Regions from separate parts of the Hordeum vulgare genome. Here region 2 is linked to region 1. The links are chromatin contacts, called in public Hi-C maps. All regions are on one chromosome and are shown on one strand. Each heading gives the region's core, a stretch centred on a gene start, on an enhancer-like site or on the middle of the called end of the contact. The rest is flanking DNA. Distances are from core to core; before and after follow the strand shown. Region 1 holds the start of LOC123447914 (phosphatidylinositol/phosphatidylcholine transfer protein SFH8-like). Region 2 holds the start of LOC123417008 (cytochrome P450 89A2-like).

Evidence for each region. Hi-C and Micro-C count contacts between places; a contact is called where the count stands out from the background.
Region 2: a Hi-C map of seedling shows a contact between it and region 1, with 4 times the contacts expected there. The contact joins the promoter of LOC123417008 here to the promoter of LOC123447914 in region 1. A contact is called at or near these places in 3 of 6 Hi-C or Micro-C datasets (leaf and seedling).

The regions. Positions count from the first base shown.
Region 1 is chr1H:484,164,406-484,171,854 of MorexV3_pseudomolecules_assembly, reverse strand. LOC123447914 (phosphatidylinositol/phosphatidylcholine transfer protein SFH8-like) reads left to right here and starts at 3,527. Exons shown (of 15, transcript XM_045124654.1): 1 at 3,527-3,717; 2 at 3,857-3,943; 3 at 4,821-5,112; 4 at 5,327-5,423; 5 at 5,523-5,789; 6 at 5,880-5,957; 7 at 6,115-6,216; 8 at 6,427-6,476; 9 at 6,557-6,656; 10 at 6,758-6,856; 11 at 6,944-7,060. The coding sequence starts at 3,910.
Region 2 is chr1H:484,385,132-484,392,580 of MorexV3_pseudomolecules_assembly, reverse strand. It overlaps LOC123417008 (cytochrome P450 89A2-like), which reads right to left and starts at 4,453. Exons shown (of 1, transcript XM_045106860.1): 1 at 2,654-4,453. The coding sequence starts at 4,221. The coding sequence ends at 2,692.

The DNA of each region.
Region 1 (7,449 bases), core at 2,278-4,777:
TTTGGTGGAACCGGTCGTGTCTGCAAGTCACTTTCTCCATGCAGGTGCAGCTAAGCTACAGGCTATATGATATATAGAACCAATATAAACAGTTTCCTGCAGCTGATTGTGGAGCAGTATAACAGATAATTTCCCATTTGGAGGTCTGATGGCGTGTCTTGGAAGAGCTTAAATTGCAGCCAATTGGCGAATAAACGGCGTGCATGACAAAGCAATTTTACCACATCCACATCGCCACGAAGCAAGGACTAGAACAACTCACCCAATTATTTATGTACCGTGCGCGTCTCCGTCGTCAGTATAACACCCAACGCATCGAGATTATAAATAAATATAACACCATGCGTTCGGTCGTCTCTTTCGCAATTCGGCGCATGCATTATTTCCAACGAATAACGAAAGTGGTGTGTAAGAGCTGGCCGCGTTTGGGTCAGAATGTTCCTTTCTTCAAAATGTCAAGTGGTGTGTGTAAAAGCTAACCACGTTTGGTGATATACATGGCACGGGGGCTGGACCGGAGCTGAGCATATGTTTCTTGCCCGGTCCTATTATAAATCGCACACAGCCTAGCACCTTTCTGCTCCAATCTTTGCTCAGATTACACCACCTTTACTTTCTCCATTTGTGCTTTATTAGGATCTGGTCAGGTCAGCTTGCACTAAGATATACGTATGTGAATATGTCCACTTGTTTATGTTAGGCAACGAACCTGTGCTCCCCGTGGTGAGAGCCGGGACGAATTTAATTTGCAGATCACGGCAGATGATTGTCAAGGATTGCGACAGCCCAACTAATAATAATAAACTAATTGAAAGGGATTAGTTGTTCAAAAGTTAGTATTGTTCATGAGAGAAACGAAAAAGATTAGCAGAGGCACAGTCACGGGTGGTCGAACTGTCAGCGGCGCGGGCCGTAACCAGGGACAGAGAAAAGTTTCATCCATGCCGACTTCATTGACGTGATGTGCTGCGCACGCCCGTGCGTACGTCTTTGGCCGTCTTGCTCCGCTGGATCGATGGCAGCACATCAAATCACGGGACAAGGAGCAAGCACTAATTCCATGGGGCCTTGTGGCTAGCTAGCTGCTTGTCATCTAGCTCAACAGTGAACAGTTAGTTAATGGTCAGGGAACAGTCTCTGAGATGCAACTTAGACTGTATATATGTATATAGTAAACCGCTGCTATATAGGAGTACGTATGTGCTTGCGGCTCTAAAATGTTTCAGACTATCTTTTGCCTTGGTTTCTGAAGAAATGTTGCAGGGTGTGGTCCGTTCAGAGTTCAACGTTGTACAGCCATAATTTACCACGGGGTGAAACCACCTATGCCAACCTGCACACAAGTATCTACCTAGCTGCCGGTGCCGGGTAATGTTAGCATCATTCGTTGGGTTCAAGGAGAGGATGAACCACTCACTTGAGGCAACATAGTAAAATAATAATTAGAGATCAAGGCCTTCCTCCTAGTGTTGTATCTTGTATGTGGGATATCTTCTTTGTTGTGTCGCACAACGGATTAGTTGTGTCAGTTTTTATCATCTTTCTGTTAACTAAGAGCAGCAACTTCACGTACCGACCCAAACAGATGCATGTTTTATTCGTTTGGATTGGTCTAACGGACATTCATATTCACTTTTATAATTGTGTCGGCGCTTGCGTTTAATCTGGTCACAACTTAATTTCAAATTACATGAAAAAAATATTTTAAAAATGTAAAAAATCATTAATTAAGCATTAATGTCGGTCTGGAAGGCCATGATAGTCCTACGAGTCCACATTACATTAAAAGAAAATTTAATAAACTAAAAACAAGAAGGCGCGCTGTCCTAGGCGTCCTCTCCTCGTCGTCGTCGGGGCCGGTAAGGTCGACGAGCGTCGGCGTCGGACCAGCCCAGGGAAAGGTCGTCTCCCAGGCGGCAACGACGTCGTTCATCGATGGCTGCACTGGCGCTCGTTGTGCAGCGCATTGCTCCTCCTCCTCAGCTTTAGCCTCACGCTCCATCAGCTTGATCCGCCGGGCCTCTGCGCCCTCCTCTGACACCCGCCGTTGCTCTGGTGTCAGCTGCTGTCATCGGCGCCTCACCTTCTTTGCATGCGCCCGCGCCTACCGCGGCACCATTGGCACTGGGATCCTCTTCGGATCCAAATGCCAGTAATGCGGCAGCGTGACGTCGGGGTAGGGTAAGGGGAATTGGTGCTTCTAGTGCCACCTCACTTGGTGCACTGGTATGTTGACCCGCTGCCGAAGCAGACGGGAAGATGCCGACGACGAGAGCACGCAGATGGGAAGACGCCGACGACGGGAGCGCGCACACAAGGAAGGCGGGGGACTTGCCCTTGTCTTTGCTGGAGAAGAAACCAATGGTGGCTTGGTTTACAGACGACGGGGAAGCAACGGGTGGCTAGATGTGGATGGGGGCGACTTATGAAAGAGGATGAGCCCCCCTCCCCCATGGGCGTATGCACGGATCAAAAAAGGACACCCGTGGGTCGCTGACGCGTGGGTCCATGATGGACGGTCGTCGTTAATAAAGACGACGCTGGCTTTAACCAGACGCCATGTGTGGACGCGTGCGGGCATGAGAAGGCGCGCGCCGCGTCCGCTTCGCGTCCGTATCAACGCATTTCAGGAGCAATTTTGAGCCGAAAATGAATCCGCACGAACACGAAGCAGACACGTTTTGGGTTTGGGTTGGCGCGTTAGGCCTTCATTTTTGTCTGTGCTGACCCAAATGGATGCGGACGGACAATTGGGTCGCTGCGTTGGAGGTGCTCTAACTCACCAATTTTCTTCTTCTTACCTCTATTTCAAAGGGAAAAAGGTCTAGCCATTTTTTCTCCGATGCCGCTTAGATTTAGTTTTTCTTAAAACAAAACTACCACTCGCTTCATTCTTAAATATAAAACCTTTTTAATTTTTTACTATAAACCACATACGAAGTAAAATGAGTAAATCTATATTCTGAAATATATCTATATACATCCGTATATAGTCTATAGTAAAATCTCTAAAAGGTCTTATATATATATATTTTTAAAGGGAATAGATATTTATAGTTTCCCTTATGCATCTGTGTTTGTTTGATCAATTGTAGGCAGACAATGTATCATCATCAATCATCAATCAATAACCAATAGATACTTGCATAAAAGCACCCCATAATAAATTATATAATCTGTACTAGTAGAACAATTGTAGCGGAATTAAAAAGGAGTGGACGAGGGAGCAGTTGCCCAACCAAACCAAATCTGACTCGGCCAAAGCCTTCCACGCGTCACGTCACGGGCACGGCCTCCTGCGCTCGGTCCATGGGCGAGGCCGCATCGCCACCGTCCACTGCTCGGACCGGCGCGCATCAACGGCCACGGCAGACGCGCCTCAGCCCTCAGATCTACGTATCCAACTAGTAAAAAGATTCCTACGTGGTGGGTGGTCCGGGTGCGCCGGGCCCACGTACCGAACACGTCCACGTCGCCCGGGTCAACCGTTTCCGGCCCATGGGCCTGGTCTACCCGCGCCGTGACGGAAACCTCCGTGCCCTCTGCCTCCTTCTTCTTCTTCTCCCTCCCGGAGTCGCCCGCCCGCCCGCCCCATTAAAACGGTGGGAGAAGGAGAAGCTCCTCCTCCTCCCGCCCCCCGAAATCCGCACCCGAATCCCGAAACTGACAGGCGGAAAATCTCCGCCGGGGACCAGATTCCCCGCCTGGTACGCGCGCGTAAGAACCGTCATTCGATTGATTCAAGTTCTTCTCCCCCCCCCCCTAATCCAATTCGCCAATCCGGCGTTCGAGCGTGCGTGGCGGGCGCTCTTCGCTGCTGTCCTGCTCGCTGAATTTTTCCGTGCGGATTTTCCAGCGGATTTCGGGCCTGGGGCTTTGCTGGGGAGATCGATTCCGGAGCCGGAGGGGATGTCAGGGCCCCTCGACCGATTAGCCAGGCCATGTGAGTATAAAGTGTTTGTTCCTCCGTTTATTGTTGCTGGTCGACGTACTTATTTCCTTTAGGACTTGGAGGAACCAATTTCCTAGGGTTCAATGTTTCTGGCTCCTCTCGTGATTTCCTCTGTAAAGTTCGTTTCTTTTTCAGTGTCTGGGATTAAATAGGCTCGTATTTTGATTATCGCGCTCCTCGAATCAGCTATGAGGATTATGCGATTTGGGGCCACCGGAAGCATGTTCCTAATTTGACAGTAAAGTCCACGTGTAAATAAACAACTTTCTGTGTAAAAAAGAAGGAAAAATCTTCGAGCAGAAGTCTGTTCTGTTTTCAGTTGTTTTTTACTTGGCATCGCTAAAGGATATTACCTCCCCTACTCTTTCAATGGGAATGACAGCTTACCTGATGTGAAAAAATAATGGCAGCTTACCTTCCTTTATAAAAGATTGTGTTATTATATCTAGTGCGTGAAGGTTAGTAGGTAATCATTGTCAAAGATAACTACATAAGACTTAATTGTAGAGTACAGGAAAATGCAGAGAATTAACATATTGTGTTGTTGATGCCACCTGTATGAACCAACAAATTTTTAAACCATCCAACTAATCAGTGCAAGGTTCTTTCTGCTTGCACTCTGTATGGTGCTGAACAAAATTGACGACCCTGTCCCTTTTTGCAACTCACCCTTGCTGAATCTTCATACTAGCACCTGTAATCACAGAGTGTTGTTTCAGCATACGGGTAACTGTATTTGGCATGGGTTCTTGCTGCAGTTCCTTGCAGAACACCATTATTTGGCTATTGGTTTTTGTTACTAGAGTAACTGTATCTGCTTTTGCTTTGACTACAGTATGGAATATTAACATATTGTTACTGGGCACAGCTTTTGAAGGATTTACACATAATGATGGAAAGAAAGAGAGCAGATCGGATGCAGACAACTCAGAAGGAGAAAAGAAGACTAAAATAGCCTCCTTCAAGAAAAAGGCAATTAACGCAGGGAACAAATTCAGACATTCCCTAAGGAGGAGAAGCAAAAAGAAGAATGAAAATCAGATTTCCATCGAGGACATAAGACATGTTCAAGATCTACAGGCCGTTGAGGCATTTCGACAGTGCTTGCTTGATGAGGACTTGTTGCCACAACAACATGATGATTACCACATGATGCTGAGGTACAGAATCTGCTGATCTCAGGGTCTTCACCTGACCGTATTATGTGGATTTCTTTTCCAATAGCCCCACCTTAGGAAACCGTGTACCAATGTCAATTGCCTATGTGTTCTCAAGAGGCTATCATTACAGGCATTGATAGTTGTTTTAATTTTCGAAAAAAAAAAGATAATTGTTTTACTGTCTGATGTTTATATTTATATCAATCATGTGTAGGTTCCTGAAGGCACGGAAGTTTGATGTTGAGAAGGCAAAGCTTATGTGGTCTGATATGCTTGCATGGAGAAAGGAATTTGGGACCGACAATATAGAGGTAAGCAGAAACTTGTACAAATATTGTACAACATGGATTTAGCATTTTTCTTGCTTAAGAGTAACTACAGGATGGTGACACTTATTTTATTTTTCTTAGGAATTTGATTACTCTGAGTTAAACGAAGTTATGCAGTATTATCCACAGTTTTACCATGGGGTGGATAAAGATGGTAGACCTGTCTATGTGGAGCTAATAGGAAAAGTTGATGCCAACAAGCTGGTGCAAGTAACAACTATAGACCGGTATGTGAAATATCATGTCAAGGAGTTTGAGAAATGTTTCCAGATGAGATTTCCAGCTTGCTCAATTGCTGCAAAACGGCACCTGGACTCATGCACTACTATTCTGGATGTGCAAGGCGTGGTATGGCTCTTTATGACCAAACATTGCTCTCAACCTTGGAAGTCACATTTTTTTATGACTTTGTAATTGACTAGTTTTCCGTAATTCAAGGGATTGAAGAACTTCGCAAAATGTGCAAGGGAACTAATCACCCGACTGCAGAAGATTGACAGTGATAACTACCCAGAGGTAGATGATTCTGTGATGGATGTTGTTGGGCCACAAATTTTAGTTCTCTCCTTTCCATTTGCATTCAGGAAGAATTATTTCCTGTCATGTGCGCTTATCATTATATTTCTCTTGGCCCAACAGTACAGTATCTAACGTATTCAGAATGCTGCTGCAGACATTATGCCGGATGTACATAATTAACGCTGGTCAAGGCTTCAAGATGTTATGGGGCACAATAAAGTCTTTTCTTGATCCGAAAACTGCTTCAAAGATCCATGTAAATAATTCTACTCCCTCCGTCCCAAAATAAGTGACTCAACATTATACTAACTTACTCAACATTATACTAACTTTATACTAATGCTGGTACAAAATTGAGTTACTTATTTTGGGACGGAGGGAGTATTATGTAAGATTGATTTGATGCATAATTGTTAATCGATTCAGTACACAGATACTAACTATATTTCAATCTTTTCACTTGAAGGTTCTTGGAACCAAGTATCAAAATAAGCTCCTTGAAATAATCGATGAGAGGTCAGAATCTTTAATTTTGTCCGTGCATGTCTATGTTTGTTGGTTTCCAGACTAATGCTTTTTGGTTTCCATTTATGCAGTGAATTGCCAGAATTTTTTGGTGGCAAATGCAAGTGTGAAGAACATGGAGGTTGTCAGAGATCAGATAAAGGTCCTTGGAAGGATCCCACCACAATAAAGGTTGTGAGTTCATCCTCCCCAAAGAGAGGATATTTTATGTACACTGATATTTGCTGGGCTTCTTTGTGTTTGCTAATGTGATGCATCTTCACTTTCTTCAGAGGGTCCTTAACGGCGAGGCAAACTACGACAGACAAATCGTGACCATATCAGGCACCGATGGCAAGATAATCGGTTATGCTAGGCCACAGCGCCCAAATGTAAGTTTTACAAGCTTGGTTGGACATGAAGAGTTGTTGAACCATCTTTTCAATCTGTAATGAATACTTACTCTGTTATTATTAAAGCAGGGAAAAGGCAGTGATGCATCTGCTGAGTCTGGGTCTGAAGTGGAAGATGCTACATCTCCTACTGCACCAAGGACCCTCATAACGAACCCTTCTTTGACCCCTGTTCATGAGGAGGCAAGTACCTATCACCTGTTGAGCGTGCAATCAGGAAACCTGGCATTATCGGCAGTTCAGCATAGTCTACATCAGTAACGTTGTCAACTAAATATACTGAATGATGTAAACAGCATTATAAGGACAAGAATTTTTTTGAAAATTGATCACCAAAGTATGATTATTCTTTTAACTTTTTTTTACCCGAAACTGTAGGAATTTCTTCCACGGTATATTTTTATATATTTTCTCAAAAGAAACAAAGTCTAATTACAGCAAACAAGGAAAAGTAAGAAAAAAAATAACCATCTATCTAGAGCCTAGTAGAAGCTAAAACTGTAAGCAGATACGACCAACATATATAGCTGAAGGAAGCAAGAGCAAGAATGCTTCTTATGCTTCTTATCTGA
Region 2 (7,449 bases), core at 3,204-5,703, 220 kb before region 1:
CTGAAAATTTTACACAATTTAGTATGCAAATTCTCTGTGTTTTCCTAATTTTTCAGAATGTTTGTAGTCAGGAAGTATAGTGTTCATTGAGATCTTCACAGACTGTTCTGTTTTTGAGATTATGTTTAGCATACACAGTTTGCTTGTTTTAAGTGTTTCTATAGCTTATATTTAGTGATATAAATTATGAGAATGTTATAATACAGTAGGTATTATGTGAGAACAATTGTGAATCTTGTCTTGACAATACCTAAGAGAATCATCCAACCGATCCGACGAGCCGGCTAGAGCGGCGAGCCGACGTGAGCGAGAGAGGTCGGTCTGGAGCCATGTCGAGGCTAGGGCGAGCCCGAGGAGGCCAGTGGACGCGTGCGGCCGCACCCCGCGTGCACATGAGCCGTGCTCGGTAGTCAAGCTAGCACTCACGCAACCGAATGGATTGGCTTTGCCTGCTAGCTAGCTAGCTAGCTAGGCGCGAGTGCGTGCACGTACAGGGACGGAGGTGGCCAGCCCGTCCGCGCGAGGAGGTGTTGCCGAGGGGAGATCAGAGCGGGACGAGACCGATGGCGAGCACATAGGTAGGTGGCGTGTTGCAGCGAACTGGAGGTTGACAAAGTTGATGGCGAGGATGCGTCGTCCTGCGCGGCCGACCCGGGGGCGTGTTGGTGTCGAGCCCTCGAGCGCCGCCGGAGAGACGACGACAGCACCGTGGTGGTGATGACGAAGAGGGCCCCGTTCGGACCGCGGTTCCACCAGCAGCTGGCCCCATGATGGGCGCCAGCAGATGCCATGAGATGGCTTAAAGAGGTGAGAGCAAAGTTGTCGTGGAGATCGGGGACGGGATAGGGTAATAGCACGCGGTGGTTTATCCAGGTTCGGGGCTCTCCGGAGAGATTATACCCCTACTCTTGTTCCGGTGTATAAGTCATTAGCGTAGTTCTAGGTCACCGATTTAAGAAATTAAATATGTGTTATATGTCATGAAAAATATATCACTAGATTTCTACACGGATGTAGTTTTTTTTTATTATATACTATATATATTTAGATAGTTAAATTATCAATCTAGAACTACGCGAATAACTTATACACCAGGACGAAGGTAGTATAGATCATTGTTGTTGTGTGTGACCTTTCAGTAATCGATCCCCGTCCGTCCGGACGTTTTAGGCGAGGGCCCAGATGTAGATACTCTTATTCGTGGAGGCCTTGTGAAATTGCCCGAACTTATTAAATTTCGTGGAGGAATAAAGGACTTATTTTATTTTAATTTTATTTAGAGTTCAAAAATAAGGTCCTGTTTGTTTCATAAGTCTTAGGACTTTTTTAAGTCCCAACTTATAAGTCATAAGTTACTACCTGTTTGTTTACAGGGACTTATAAGTCCCGAGTCCCTGCCTGTTTGTTTACAGGGACTTATAAGTTCACGTTGCACCTAATAATACACTTGTTCACGTAACCCTTGTTCATACAAATGAATTGCAGAATAATGACAATCGAAATAACAATTGTTCATAACACTTGTTCATACAAACGAATAAACACTTGTCCATAAGAACCAAAATAAGAGAGAGTACATAACAACCGAGATATCAAAAATTACATAAGCGAAGAACCTTGGGGCACGGGCCTACCACGACCAGGTCCGACCGAAGGAAGGCCATGACCGGCCGACTGGTCGAAGAGGAGTTGTTGGTACGAGCCGAACTCCGGGAAGTCGTCGACGTTGCTGTTGAGATCCAAGAAACGTCCGAAACCCATTCCCCTCCCGAGATTTCCACCGGCGGATGAGAACTAGGAGAAAAAAGGCATCTGCTCCTCCTCATCATCAGCCATGGTACGGTGACCTGGGACGCGGGGATCGTCATCAGCCATGGCGCGGTAACCTGCAGTCAACATGGATCGTCATCAGCCAAAATGTCAACAGAAAACTGGATGAATCAACAGTAACATTCCATATTTTTCAGTTATTATTATACAGGAAACTAGATGAATCATCTTTTAATTATATTAGCAAGAATCACCAGGAAACTGGATTAATTGCATCGCACATGACCGGCTTAATTGCATCGCACAGACTGGGTGAATCATCAACGAATCATCAGTGAAATTGCATCGCACAGGCCGACGGGACGGGACGGTGGGGGGACGGGGCGGCGGGACTAACCGAGGCAGAAACGGGCGACGGGACGGGGCAGCGGGGGGCGAGCCGAGGCCAACGGGACGGGACGGCGGGGGGACGGGGCGACGGGGCGACGATGGGGCGGGTCGGCGACGGGGCGACGATGGGGCGGGTCGGCGACGGGGCGGGCGGCGACGGGGCGGCTACTCCAGCGATGCGGGGCGGTGGGGCGGCGGCGGGGCGGGCGGCGACGGGGCGGCTAGCGATGCAGGGCGGTGGGGCGGCGACGATTGGGGCTGGGAGCGACACGGGGTAGGGCGGTGGGGCGGCGGGCACTGATCGATGCGGGAAACGACGCGGGCCAACGAGCATAAGTCCCAATAAGGTCCTCTCTGAGAGTCTTATTTGATAAGTCACAAATCACCACAATAAGTCCCAATAAACCCCTTGTGTTTGGTTTAGGTAGGACTTATAAGGACTTTTTAAAGTCCCTAAATCAATAAGCCCGTGAAAACAAACACCCTCTAAGAGTAGACACCGACGGAGAGCAGCATGGATGAGACGCAGCTTCAAGTCCTTGGGATGGCTCGAACACGGAGGGGATGCTTCATGAGGGTGGTGAAATCCAGCACCTCGGTCATGTCCACCTCCTCCCCGTCCGCCGCCGGCAGCCACTCCAGCTCCCTCACGAGGCTCCAGACGAAGAACTCCAGGTGCAGCATGGCGAGCGTGTACCCCGGGCACATCCTGCGGCCCGCTCCGAAGGGCATCATCTTGATCTCTCTGCTCCCCGTGATGTCCACGCCGCATCCCTCGCCGCCGTCCAGGAACCGCTCCGGCCGGAACTCCCGTGCAGCCGCCCACACCGTCTCGTCGCGCCCGAACTCGGCGATCAGGAAGTTGACCTCCGCTCCCTTGGGAACCCTGTAGCCGCCGATCTCCGTGTCGCTCTGTACGCCGTGAGGGAGGAGGAAGTGGGCCGGTGGGTGGAGCCGCAGCCCCTCGAGGACGACGGCCTTCAGGTACGGCATCCCCTGCAGGTCGCCTTCGCTGAGCTCCGGCTTGCTCCTGACCTCCTCGTAGACCTTGGCCTGCATGTCCGGATGGTTCACCAGCTCCGCCATGATCCACTCCAGCGAGGTCACCGTGCTGTCCGTGCCACCGCTCAAGAACTCGGAGCAGAGGCTGACGAGCTCAGAGTCCGTGAGCGGGCGGTCGCCTTCGTCCGCCACGCGCAGCGCAAGAAGCGAGTCGGCGTAGCACGGCGGGTCATCGGCGCCGCGGGGCACGGAAACAGAGCGCCTTGCTTCGATCAGCGGGAGCAATATCTCGTCCTGCCTCCGGCGGACGGCAAGGTGCGCCTCCCATCGCTCGCGGAAGAGCCTCTTGGTGAGCGCCGGGAAGAAGGAGAAGATGGGGAAGCCGGTGATGGTGCGGACGACCCACAGCTGCATGTCCTGCATCTCGTCGAGCACCTCCGGGGCGAGCCTGGCGCCGAGGCTCATGTACACCAGCAGGTCGAACATGGCGTTCCGGAGCAGCGTCCTCACCTCTACAGGGTCTCCGGCGCCGGCGCGCACGCGGAGGTCGCGGACGAGCGTGTCGCGCATCCGGCGCCTCGCGGGCGCGAACTGGCTGACGCAGGCCGGGTGCAGCGCCTCGGAGGCGAGGTTGCGGCGGACGAGGCGCCAGTAAGGCCCGTAGGGCGCGGCGTTGATGTTGCGGGAGCCGGACGTGAAGAGGAGCCCCGGCTCGAAGAGCCGCGGGCGGTCGGCGAAGGTGGAGCCGCCCTGGACGAGGACGCGGTGGGCGAGGCGGCGGTCGGAGACGAAGACGAGGGCGCGGAAGAGGCGGATGGAGATGACGGGGCCGTAGCGCGCGTGCAGGTCGCGGAGGAGCGGCTCAAGGTGGAAGATGGACTGCCGGAGTGCTAGGAACTTGGCCAGGAAGAGCAGCGCCGGCGGGCCTGGGGGGAGCTCCTTACCAGTCGCCTTCTTGTCGACGCCGTGGCGGCTGCTGAGCAAGAAGAGGAGCGAAGCTGCGAGCGAGAGCAAGAGAGTGATGAGCAAGAGGAGCGGTGGCCAGGCCGTGAGATCCATCGTTGCAGCTCAAGCTATTCTGACGCAGCTTGTACTGCTCCAGTGCAATCCTTCGAGTTAACTGGAGCAGTACAAGAGCTGAATTGGCGTCTTGACATTTGGTCGTCGCATACTCGCATTGGTCGCATTCAGCTCTTGTCGATTTCGATATACGGAACTGATGGGAGAGAATAGATTACAAATAAACTCATCGACAACCTGAGGTCACGTCCGTGCCAATAATGCGCGATCTACGGGAAAGAATTGACCTTACGAAAATTATGTGCCGTGCAACTACTTAACTTTTTTTTTTTCTTTTTTGAGAATTATCGCTTTTTTATTAATCTACTAGCAAAAGTGTCCGTACATTGCAACGGATAATAAAACTCCTATATGTTGAGGTATCGATGCTAGTTAAATGAAAACTTATTAGCAAATATGCCCGTGCGTTGCAACGGGTAGTAAATATTTCTTGCTGAGACACTATCATTCTAATCCAATTTTGATTCTGACTCGTCATATTGATGTTGTGCACCTACGACCACATTCATGCATCATCGACGTGGTGTCGTTCGACACTGAGGAAGCAACGTTTATGAAATAGATATATTCTAAAAAGCCTATATGTATAGCCATCATATGCAATAGATGAAAAATATACTAAGATTGCACTTATGAATTCAACCGTTATCCTAAAAAAATAAACTATCAACATTCATTATTATCAGATGAATAGTTCAATTTTTCTTTTAAAATAAACCTTCATGTACTTTGATGTTCATCAATTTTATAAGTACATGTACATCCTATAAAAATTGTTTGTCTATTTACTAAAAAAAGTGTAGTCCGTTGATAAGAACACGCGTGGCTTCTGCCAAGAAAAAGCACGTACGTAAGGTGTTAAACCATGAAATATGTATAAAGAAAGAACTTAGATTATAACATTTCCTAAATATTGACATTTAAATTTACATGTTAGAATACAGATCGTATGAAATAAAGACAAATACTGATTTATATTATACCCTATATAGTATTTTAAAAATATTAAATAACAACATATTCAAACTCTACAAATTCCAAACAAATTTGATATATAACATGTTTAAATTGGATTTATGGTTAAAAAATATTATTATTTAAAAATACATATTTATTCTGAATAGATTCCAGAGTTATTAAAATTATTTGACATGTAAAATAATAACATATTCAAACTCTACACATTTTTCTAATCAAATTTCATATATAACATGTTTAAATTAGATTTACAGTTTAAAAGATATTATTATTTGAAAATGCATATTTATTCTGAATTCACTCCGGGGTTATTAACACATATGTCGGGGGGGGGGGGGGTTACACAAAATTGTAAAAAACGATTCGCTGTGATTAAAGTATGGACCGCGGGTTATTTAGCATAAATGTAGGGGCGGTTTGTGTAAAATACAAAAAACAATTCACACTCACTTAAAGATGGACTGCGGGTTGATTTTGGAAAACTACAGGATGGTTTTGCAAAATAACCACGACGGATGACATAAGCCATCGGTGCTTTATTATTAGGGAGAGATGATGTTCATAGGTACAAGTATTGGGTCACCAGGCACACCCAGCCACACATGCCTATCTAATACTTCCTCCGTCATAAAATAAGTGACTCAAAAGTAACTCAACTTTATACTAAAGTTAGTACAAAACTCAATTTTGGGACGGAGTACCATATTACAAGCATCATTGATGAGATTATGAGCTTCAAAATTAACAATCCTAAGCTCGTGCACAAAAGAACAAAGAACAAAACTATCTCTATGAATCATGATTTCATGAATAATAGCCGAATGAGGATCTCATGTCCCATTATTGATATCATTAACTACTCCCAAGCAATCCGATGCCACCTTCAGGTTTGATAGGAGAAGATCATCCGTGAGCGCTAAAGCCTCTCCGCATGCAAACGTCTCCAAAATAACTGGATCAGTGATTCCCGTGTAAACCACATCACATGCCCCAACGTACATCCCCATGTGATCACGACAAACAACATCCACAGCTCCACCATGCCCGTTGCGCGCGACAGCACCATCCACGTTGATTTTCACAAACCCCTCCGACGAAGCAACCCATCGTTGGGTAGTACTTTGACGAGCCCACAGTCTATTACTCAGCACCGGTGTTGCAATTTGCTCAAGCTCGGAAATGTAATGTTCAACAAAGGATGAAGTTTGCATTAGTGACTGAAAAATGCCCTCATGGATTTCCATCCGCCGCGCATACCTTATCGCCCAAAGAGTCACCACCATCTTCATGAACATACCTTGATCTAGACTCTCATTCAATTGGAACAACCAATGCTTAGCTCTTGATTCCTCATTTTCTGCCATGTTTGAGACTAAGACAGGTTCAGACAACGCCCATGTACATCTTGCCATCGAGCATGAAATCAATGCATGTCACCAAGAGTCTGGAGCCCCGCACAAAGGACATGCATCCCTTGTCGCCATGTTTCTTCTACTCAGGATATCCGTCGTGGGCAAAGAGTGGCGAGCTAGCCGCCATAAGAACACTCGTAGCTTTGATGGTATCTTCAGGTTCCACAAGTTGGTCGAGTCCTTCTCCTCCTTCTCATTGTGAGAAGACCCGCCTCTACCTTCCAGCCAGTTCCCTCGGGGCGATATTTTTGGTGATCAAGAATTTGTATGCCGAACTGACCGTGAACCATTCCCTCTTGTCTGGATGCCAAGCCCCGAAATCACCCATGTTCCTGGTACAGACCGGGATCTTCATGATCGCCTCTGCATCCGTAGGCAGAAAGATATGTCGAAGAAGTTGTTCGTTCCAAGATGGCATTGCAGGATTCAGCAATTCTGAAACCATCACAGGTGGGTTTTGTATAAGAGAGACAATAGGACGAAGCGACGCTTCCTTCAGGATCCAATTGTGCTCCCAAATATTGGTCGTTTGTCCATTGCCAATTCGCCGAATTATACCCCGTTTTAGAAATGCCTGCCATCTAATATTGCCCTCCAAACCTAAGACGGTCTTAAACCCAACTCTACATCAAGGAAAGTTCTATCAGGATAGTACGATGCCTTGAGAATCCTTGCACTCAACGAAGTTGGATCTTGTAGGACCCTCCAGGTTTGTCTTGCTAATAGTGCTAAGTTGAATAGTTCAATATCCCTAAACCCCATGCCACCAAGGTACTTTGTTCTAGTCATTACTTCCCATGACACCCATGCGGGTTTC